Linked DNA regions of Mus musculus: region 1 is linked to region 2. A link is a contact called in public HiChIP or PLAC-seq data. All regions are on one chromosome and are shown on one strand. The core of a region is the stretch at or near the end of the contact, and the rest is flanking DNA. Distances in the headings are between cores, read along the strand shown. Region 1 holds the start of 4930488B22Rik (RIKEN cDNA 4930488B22 gene). Region 2 has its middle 22 kb from the start of Gm34229.

What was found. HiChIP or PLAC-seq counts read pairs in DNA pulled down with a chosen protein or histone mark.
Region 1: an H3K4me3 HiChIP or PLAC-seq map of stem cell-derived neural progenitor cells shows a contact between it and region 2, with 22 read pairs. The contact joins the promoter of 4930488B22Rik here to the enhancer-like site in region 2. A contact is called at or near these places in 5 of 39 promoter capture datasets (the 3T3-L1 cell line, the HPC-7 cell line, embryonic stem cells and 1 more), 1 of 15 datasets of contacts at CTCF or cohesin (the NIH/3T3 cell line), 12 of 484 Hi-C or Micro-C datasets (the G1E-ER4 cell line, astrocytes, bone marrow-derived macrophages and 7 more), 20 of 115 datasets of contacts at active chromatin or transcription factors (bone marrow-derived macrophages, a colorectal cancer cell line, craniofacial prominence and 13 more) and 1 of 9 other capture datasets (bone marrow-derived macrophages).

Annotation. Positions count from the first base shown.
Region 1 is chr1:184,711,183-184,714,910 of GRCm38.p6, reverse strand. 4930488B22Rik (RIKEN cDNA 4930488B22 gene) reads right to left here and starts at 2,414. Exons shown (of 3, transcript NR_040627.1): 1 at 1,617-2,414; 2 at 1,393-1,505.
Region 2 is chr1:184,451,862-184,455,680 of GRCm38.p6, reverse strand. No RefSeq gene overlaps it. Among named protein-coding and RNA genes, the nearest start is that of Gm34229, 22 kb to the right of the region's middle. Within about 2 kb of position 2,315, at least 10 of the 459 cell types and tissues checked have an H3K27ac peak or open chromatin away from gene starts, as enhancers often do. A contact at or near this core is called in stem cell-derived neural progenitor cells, where this site is marked.

The DNA.
Region 1 (3,728 bases), core at 1,165-3,664, 260 kb before region 2:
ATGTTAGACAGTTCCCAATGACCTGTAACTCCAGCTCCAGAGATCCACCATTCTCTTCTGGACTCCCCAGGGGCATTGCACTCATACACGGACATACACACAATTAAAAAAAAGTACTCTGAAAAATGCTGAAGTAGGAATAGTAGTAATAACCCTGCCCCTTCCAGGTGACTGTGAAGAACGCATTACATAGAGTTAAACAGTAACCATGCCTCTGTTTAAACAGCAACCACTCCTGTATCCATGATAGCTGTTTCTGCATATGTAAAGGGCAACAGTAAGCTGTAAGTAACAGTAAGCTGTAAGTAAGTTTAGTACTGGTGAGGGAGTCACGTTACTATATAACAATATTCAGGACATTTTTATTTGGTGAAGCTGGAATTCTCTACTATTAAAAATCTTGCCACAAGAGGCTCCCGAGACCCCACCTCTAACAGGGGGACTGCGGGTGGCTAATGGCTGCAGGAGAAGGGGAGGTAGTTTCCTTCAGTAATGTAGCCACTGGTGTGTTCCCCCACTGGATATGAACTACTCATTCTTATCCATGTCACCATGGGGCGGGGAGGGGGACACATCAAAATAGAGGGAGCTTTTGGGAAGAAGAAGGGCTTGAGAGAAAGTGGGTGGAGAGGAAGGAAAAGAGGGAGAGTAGGAGAAGGATAGAGGGAGGGGGGAGGGTAATAGAGGTGAAAAATACCCTAAATTCAGAATCCACTCGAATAAAGTTGTCAAGGAATGAAAAGCAAGGCAAAACCTTTCCCATAATTAATATTTTTATATTGATGGGAATCAAACCCCAGGCTTTGGACCAGAAATCTCTTCTTAAGAGCTAACCATCCTAGTTAAGTATTAAAGTCATTCTCTCAGGGCAGCTGGAGTAGTTGGGAAAGGACAGCCAGAGAGGCGACGATGTCATCAGGCCTCACCCCTTCCTTCCCTGCTGCATGCGCTGCACATACCCTTGCATTGGAGATGACCGGTGGCTTCCTTCGTGGCTAGTGAGGTGGGTCCTGTGTGGTCCACAGCTGCCTGTAACTCCTACTCAAAGGGATTTTGCTCCCTCTTTTGGTTTCTATGGGCATCATGCACCTGTGCCCATATCTCTCCCCCACCCCAAACACATAATTAAAAATTGAATAAAAATCTAAGATTAATACAATGGCAGTACTGCCTTTAGGTGCAACTTGAGATGGTATAGGCCTTAAAGGAAAGTTATTAACTCCCAGGACTGAAGGCTGACGGTGGGGAAGGGAGCTGCACTCAGGGATCTGTCTGAGAGGATCTTCATCCATGCTTCTCTCGGTATCTCCCTACACTAAGTCTGACTCATCCTGCTACCAAGCCTCTGTTCTTGTGTGTACTACACCAGCTAAAATCCACATGGTCTCTTACCCTAGGAAGATGTTGGATGACAATGATGGAATCCATAGGCCCCTCCTTTTGTCTGCATCAGCTGACCTTGATCCTTTGCCCTTTCCTGTCCACGGAGATTCCCTCAAAAAACCCTGAGTGAATTTGGAAAGAGGAAAAGGGAAACAGAAGATGAAATTCAGGAATCTATTACTGTACCTATCTTCAATTAGGGCACGAGTATGTTCTTTTATTTCCCTTCTTACCAGTTTACCAAGAAGCCATCTTCGAACTGGGGAGTGTTGACAGCTGTGGATCTCACCTGGACAGGCACACAGTTGATGACATCATTTCAGTCTTGACAGGATGCCTTCGTTTTACACGATGAACTCTGACCCTCTTGCGGGTCACGTCCCTCTTGGGGATTTGTTAGAATCCAGATTTAACTACCTCTCTACTAGATTTGCTTTTATAGATCTTCAGTGAGGTAGGGACTGGATATGTGGATGGTTAATGAGTATCCAAGGGGTTGTTATGATCAGACCAGTTTAGGAAATAGTGTAGTAGTGGTGGTGACGAGTGAGAAATGTCCTCACAGGCTCAGGTACTTGAATGTGTGGTTCCATGTGCTGTTTGGGAAGTCATGGAACCTTTAGGTGGTGCAGCCATGCAGGAGGAAGCACGCCACTGAGGGTGGGCATTGAGTGATCATGGCCTCAGTCCTCTCTCTGCTCTGTTTGCAGTGACAGAAGTGATTTTTCTTAGCTTCCCACTTTCTGGTCATTGTGTGTTATCACAACAGGAAAGCGACTGACACACTGACATCCTTTGCTGTGGCTGTTAGAGAACACAATAATCCCACCGGCTGGGTAAATGGCTCTGTAAATGTCCAGTGTTGAGGTTTCGCCTTTTACTGTCTATTGTAATGCTAAGTGTGGGCCCCCAAGACCTGGAGTCTGCACACAGCTCATGTGACCCTGTCCCCAAGTTAATTCTGATTGGTGAATAAAGATGTCAATAGCTGTGCAGAAGAGACATAGGTAGGGTTTAGGATTCCCAGGCTTGTGGGAGAGGAGCGCTCACTGGAGAGGAGGAAGGAAAGTCACAATGGGTTAAGGGTCAAGGGTCATGAGAACTACCCAATCAGAGTTAAGAGCAGCCCAGATGGAACATGGTAAATAGTAAGTAATAACTCAGGGTTATCAATAGTGAAGTGGATTCTAACAGCTTGGAGGTGAGGTATCCATCCGTTCAGCTATTGTGCTGCTTAAGGCTTGTAACTATGAAGGCTGTGAGTGTGTTTTTCATCCAGGAACTCAATAACCAAAGGTGGGGTAGAAACCTCGGCTGGGATTTAAATAATTTATTATAACACTCCAGAGGTAAGGTATGGATTTAGGGTGCTGATATCAATTTCAACTGTGCATTCTTTGTCATCCCCTCCCTTCTTCCGTCTCTCCATCCTTTTCCTCCTTTCAGGCTTCCATCTCTGTTTTATTTTCAATCGCGTGTCTTTGTGCCCTTGTGTCGGTCCCACTGAGGCCAGAAGAGGGCACCCAGTCACCTGGAACTGGAGTTACAGCTGGTTGTGAGCTGGCTGATATGGGTGCTGAGAACTGAGCTTAGGACCACAGCAGGAACCTTGCTTGCTTTTAAACCAGAGAGCTACCTCTCCAGTCCCATCTTCCCCTGTTTGCTTCCTTCCTCCCTTCTTCTCCTCCCCCCACCCCCCTCTCTGTTTTTGTGGTACAGAGGCTCACTCTGCTCAGGCTGGCCTGGAACTCACTTTGTTGCCAGGGTTGACCTTGAACTCCAAATGTTTTTGTCTCTGCATCCCCAAAGGCTGGGATTTCTGGCTCACACCTCCGGGCTCACTCTCCCATTTTTGTCTTCTCCTTGAACAAATTTTATTGTACTATTTAAGTATTATATCACAAATTATTATTATTTTTGCAAACAAAGTAGACTATAATAGAAGGAATTCTGGCAGGATGTAAAGGGACGGATTCTACGGGTCATTCTGAAGACACTTTTCGATGGACTGTTTCTGGAAGTGTGAAAGCCACCCAGAGATGTTTCCACAAGTCACAGCAGGCTGGGGAGGGAGTATCAGCTTGTTTCTTAGGCTACTACCCCAATTTAGCATCAACCTAGTGACTTAAAACTTCCTCACTTTATTGTCTCACCATTCTGGATGCCAGACATCTGAAATGAGTTTTTCAGGGTGAAGACATGGTGTTGACAGGGGTAGATCCTTCTGGAAGTCACAAGGGGAGAAATGTGCTTTATTATAGCTTCAGGTTGCTGCTGGCACTCCGTGGTTTATGTCCTTGTCACCTCAGTCCTGGTTTCTCTGATGACATAGACTTCTGTTCTGC
Region 2 (3,819 bases), core at 1,066-3,565:
TCTACCCTGTACAACACTTTTAAAATGTGGGTATCACACCCTAAGTCTGCTCTTTGTGCTTCTGCAAAACAGGTACCTTACCAACAAACCCACTTTCCCACCCCTAGGCTGGCCTTTGGGGCTATGAGGTATGGCCACTCATCATTCAGTGATGCTGCGGTGTGTTTTTGCTCTCCAACTCTATTCACTTTGTGTCTCAAGAGAGCAGCCCTCTGGCCTCCATCCTTCCCGATAGACTTGTAATGTCTGTGCATAGTTTGGCTGTAGCACTACCTTCCCTATCAACATTGCACTTCCTGCAGATCAACACTCTTCCTGTGTGCATCTCACCGTGGAAGTGTCACTATGGTTTACAATGTACACCTATTTCCCTTTCTTAAAAACAGGATTTGGCTTGAATTCAGCATTTGCCGTAGTAACTGTGGGTCCAGATTACCTAAAACGCTTATTAAAATGCAGGTGGTGGGGGTTTCGTAAAGTTCTGCCCATGAAGTGTTTGCTTCAGGCCTTGAGTCCCAGAACCAACTGTAAAAGCAGAGTGTGGTGGCGGATGCTTGAAATTTCAGTGCTGGGGTGGTGGACACAGAAGGATCCCCTGGGGGCTGACCAGCCAGCTAGCCTACCGCATGATGTGAGTTCTAGGCAACTGAGAGACCTTGTCTCAAAAAATAATGTGGAAAGTGTCCTGAGAAATTCGTCTTCAGCTCTCCATGCATGCAAATACACATGTGCTCATCTGTACACACACACACACACACACACACACACACACACACACACACACACTTCAATTCAGTGGGTCTTATGTAGGAGCCTAGAGTCTGCATTTCTAGCAAGCCCCCAGGTTTGTGACATCTCTGACTTATGTCCCCAGGCTTCTTTGCACACTCAAGATCCAGAACGAACGGAGTGGCTGACTTTGCTCATGCAGAAGGGTACCATTACCCATTAGCTTCCAGTTCTTCTCAGCTCTGGCTCCCCATTAGAACCGCCCGGGGAAGTGTTAGAGCATTCTACAGCCCAGATCCCACCCTGGGGGTTTCTAATTTAATTAGCTTGGAAAGGAGCCTGGGCATTAGATGGTTTTCAGCTTGAGTGCAAGTCCCTTGGATTGTAAGCTGCAACTCTTTGAAGATTTGAGGTTTCCCTTACTGTTCCCAGGTCTATCTCATGACCCCACAGGCTGCAACCTTTTAATAGAAGTTGGTTGAATAAATTAACTTCTTGCTCTTGGCTTGGGATCAGTGTTTCTAAGGTACTTCCATCTCTTCAGGGTAGGCAGTTCTTTTTTTTTTTTTTTTTTTTTTTTTTTGAAGGGAAGGTGGCTCTGGAAATGACACATTTATGAGGTGAGAAAGCCAAGGGTGAGTGTGTTGGGGGCCCTGAATTAGGAAGTAAGCCAACCCTGGTGACATCTTATGGCTCAGAGTGGGTGGCAGAAAGGCCAAGCTGAGGATGTAAGCTCTTTTAAAGTTACTGCAGGAAAAATCTTTGGCCCAATATATTTTAAGGAGTCCCCTTTAATAGCTCTTCCGGCAAGGGCAAATTTAAGCAGTTTATTGTTCAGTGTGCTTATGTATTTTCAAATAGCCAATGAATATGTAAGCAGGGAACTGGGCTGGTTTCAGGCCAGGCATCCCAGCAAAGGACAATGTTGGGAAGCTTCTCTTGACTTCAGCCCGGTTTTGTTTTATATAATGAGCTCTCAAGTGCTGGAAAGTCAAGGACTCTGAGAAGGAATGAATAGTGAACAAAGAAAGAAACGCGGCGGGAGGGGGGTAGGGGTGGTAGGGGGAAGCCTTGTGGTGCCAGTGGAGAATACTGAGCAGCTGAAGAATCAGGTTGTAACAAGGGCCTTGAGTCAAATGGCTTCTAGATTCACTGAGGCAGATCTGGCTGTGTCCCAGGGCTGGAGGCGGAAGCATGTTTGACTGTGAACAGCTCAAGATAGCCTACTACTAATTTTTGAGCAGTTCTATGAGCTAGTCTTTAAACACAGCCATCACTAAGAAATCATAAAACTTTACAGTCAGATTATTTGAGAGCAAACTAAGGAACACTTGACCCCATTGTTCCTTAACCATTTTACCACATTTTGCTGTTATATAAATGGCAGAGTTGTTATGCCTGTAACCAGCACCCGGTGAAAATATTTATAGTCATCAGTGGTCTTTCTCCATGGTGAGAATATTTATAGTCATCAGTGGTCTTTCTCCTTTACCCTGCTTTCTATGATGTCATAGTGACAGCCTGGCAGGCTAGACCATAAGAGTTGATATGTGGGTCTGGGGGGTATAGCTCAGTTGCATCTGTGAAGTCCTGTGTTTCATCTATGGTACTAAATGAAACCGGACATGATAGCACGTGCCTGTAAGCTCCGTCCTTGGGCGACAGAAGCAAGAGGATCAGCGGTTCAAGGTCAGCCTTGGCTACGAAGTGACTCTTGGAGAACAGCCTGGACTGTGAGTGTTACTCAGGGGTTTGTTGATTTTGTAGTTTTGAAAAGCAAGGAAGGGGCCGAAGAGATGGCTCCGTGGTTAGTAGGACTTGATGTTCTCTTAGAGGACCAGAGTTCTCACCACCAACATCAGGCCGTTCACAATCTACTATAACATCAGCTGCAGAGGATTTGATGTCCATTTTTAGCCTCTAAATGACCCTCTAATGTAAGTGCTGGCGCCTACACACAAATAAATAAATAACAAAACGTTTTTTTTAAAGTCATGGGGAAATGTCATTAATATGTATTAAATCAGCACTGGTGAATTCATATTAAATGTGTGTGAGGGCTATGGTATACTGACGTGGTCCGTTCCTGCGGATGAAAGGCTCCGCATTTAATCCCACGCAGGGCAAGAGGAAGGCAAGAATCAGTTGTTACATAGGCTGGACAAAAAAATCTCAAGATTTGAAAATTCCGAGGATATAGGATTAGTCTATTTGTATTGTTCTGGGTTGGGCCTGGGCCGCAAAAGACTCACAGAGCCTTGTTTTAAAACCTCTGGGCCGGACAAATTCTGAACTTCAGAATTTGGGGATCTGGGAGTGGTCACATGGTATGGGCATGGCGTGTTACAATCCACAGTGTAGTCAGATGTAGCAGACTGTGCCCAAGTGTGGGCACATTTTTAAAGATGTGGAATCAAGGTGTTTTCTCCCTAGACTGTAGGAGGAAAATCCGTGTGTGTTGTGTCAGTTCAAGTCAAGATTTACCACCATATGAGCGGAGCTCATGTAAAGTGTTCTCGGCTGAGTGAGGAAGAAAGAAGGAATGAACTGTGGAAAACACACCAGGAGCTGTGGACTCTGTACAGACTGGTCGGTCCAAGCTAATACAGGAGCCATGGTGGGCAGCCTGTATTAGGTCACATGACCTGAGGTTTCACAGGCCCTTGGTTCAGTTCCTCCCACATCTGCTCATCTTCCTATTAGGAGACTGTTTTGTTGTTTTCTTTATTTAACAAAAGATTTATCCTATTTGTGTGTGTGTGTGTGTGTGTGTGCGTGCGCGCGCGCGCGCGCGCGCGCGGGCACATGTATGCTTTGTGTGTGTGTGCACCCATGGAATCCAGAACTGGGCCTCACATTCCCTGGAGCTGAAACTACAGGCATCTGTGAGCCTTGGGATCTGGGTGCTAGCATCCAAACTACAGTCATCTGACAGAACAGCGATAGCAAGCTGTCTTAATGACTACCTTACCCCTTCAGCTCTTACTGGGAGATTTCTGGTGAGAACACATTGGTACACTTTCCCCTCTGACAGCATTCAGTAGTACTCTGTCACACACACCCTCCTTCCTGTGAGTCAGGGAAGCAGGC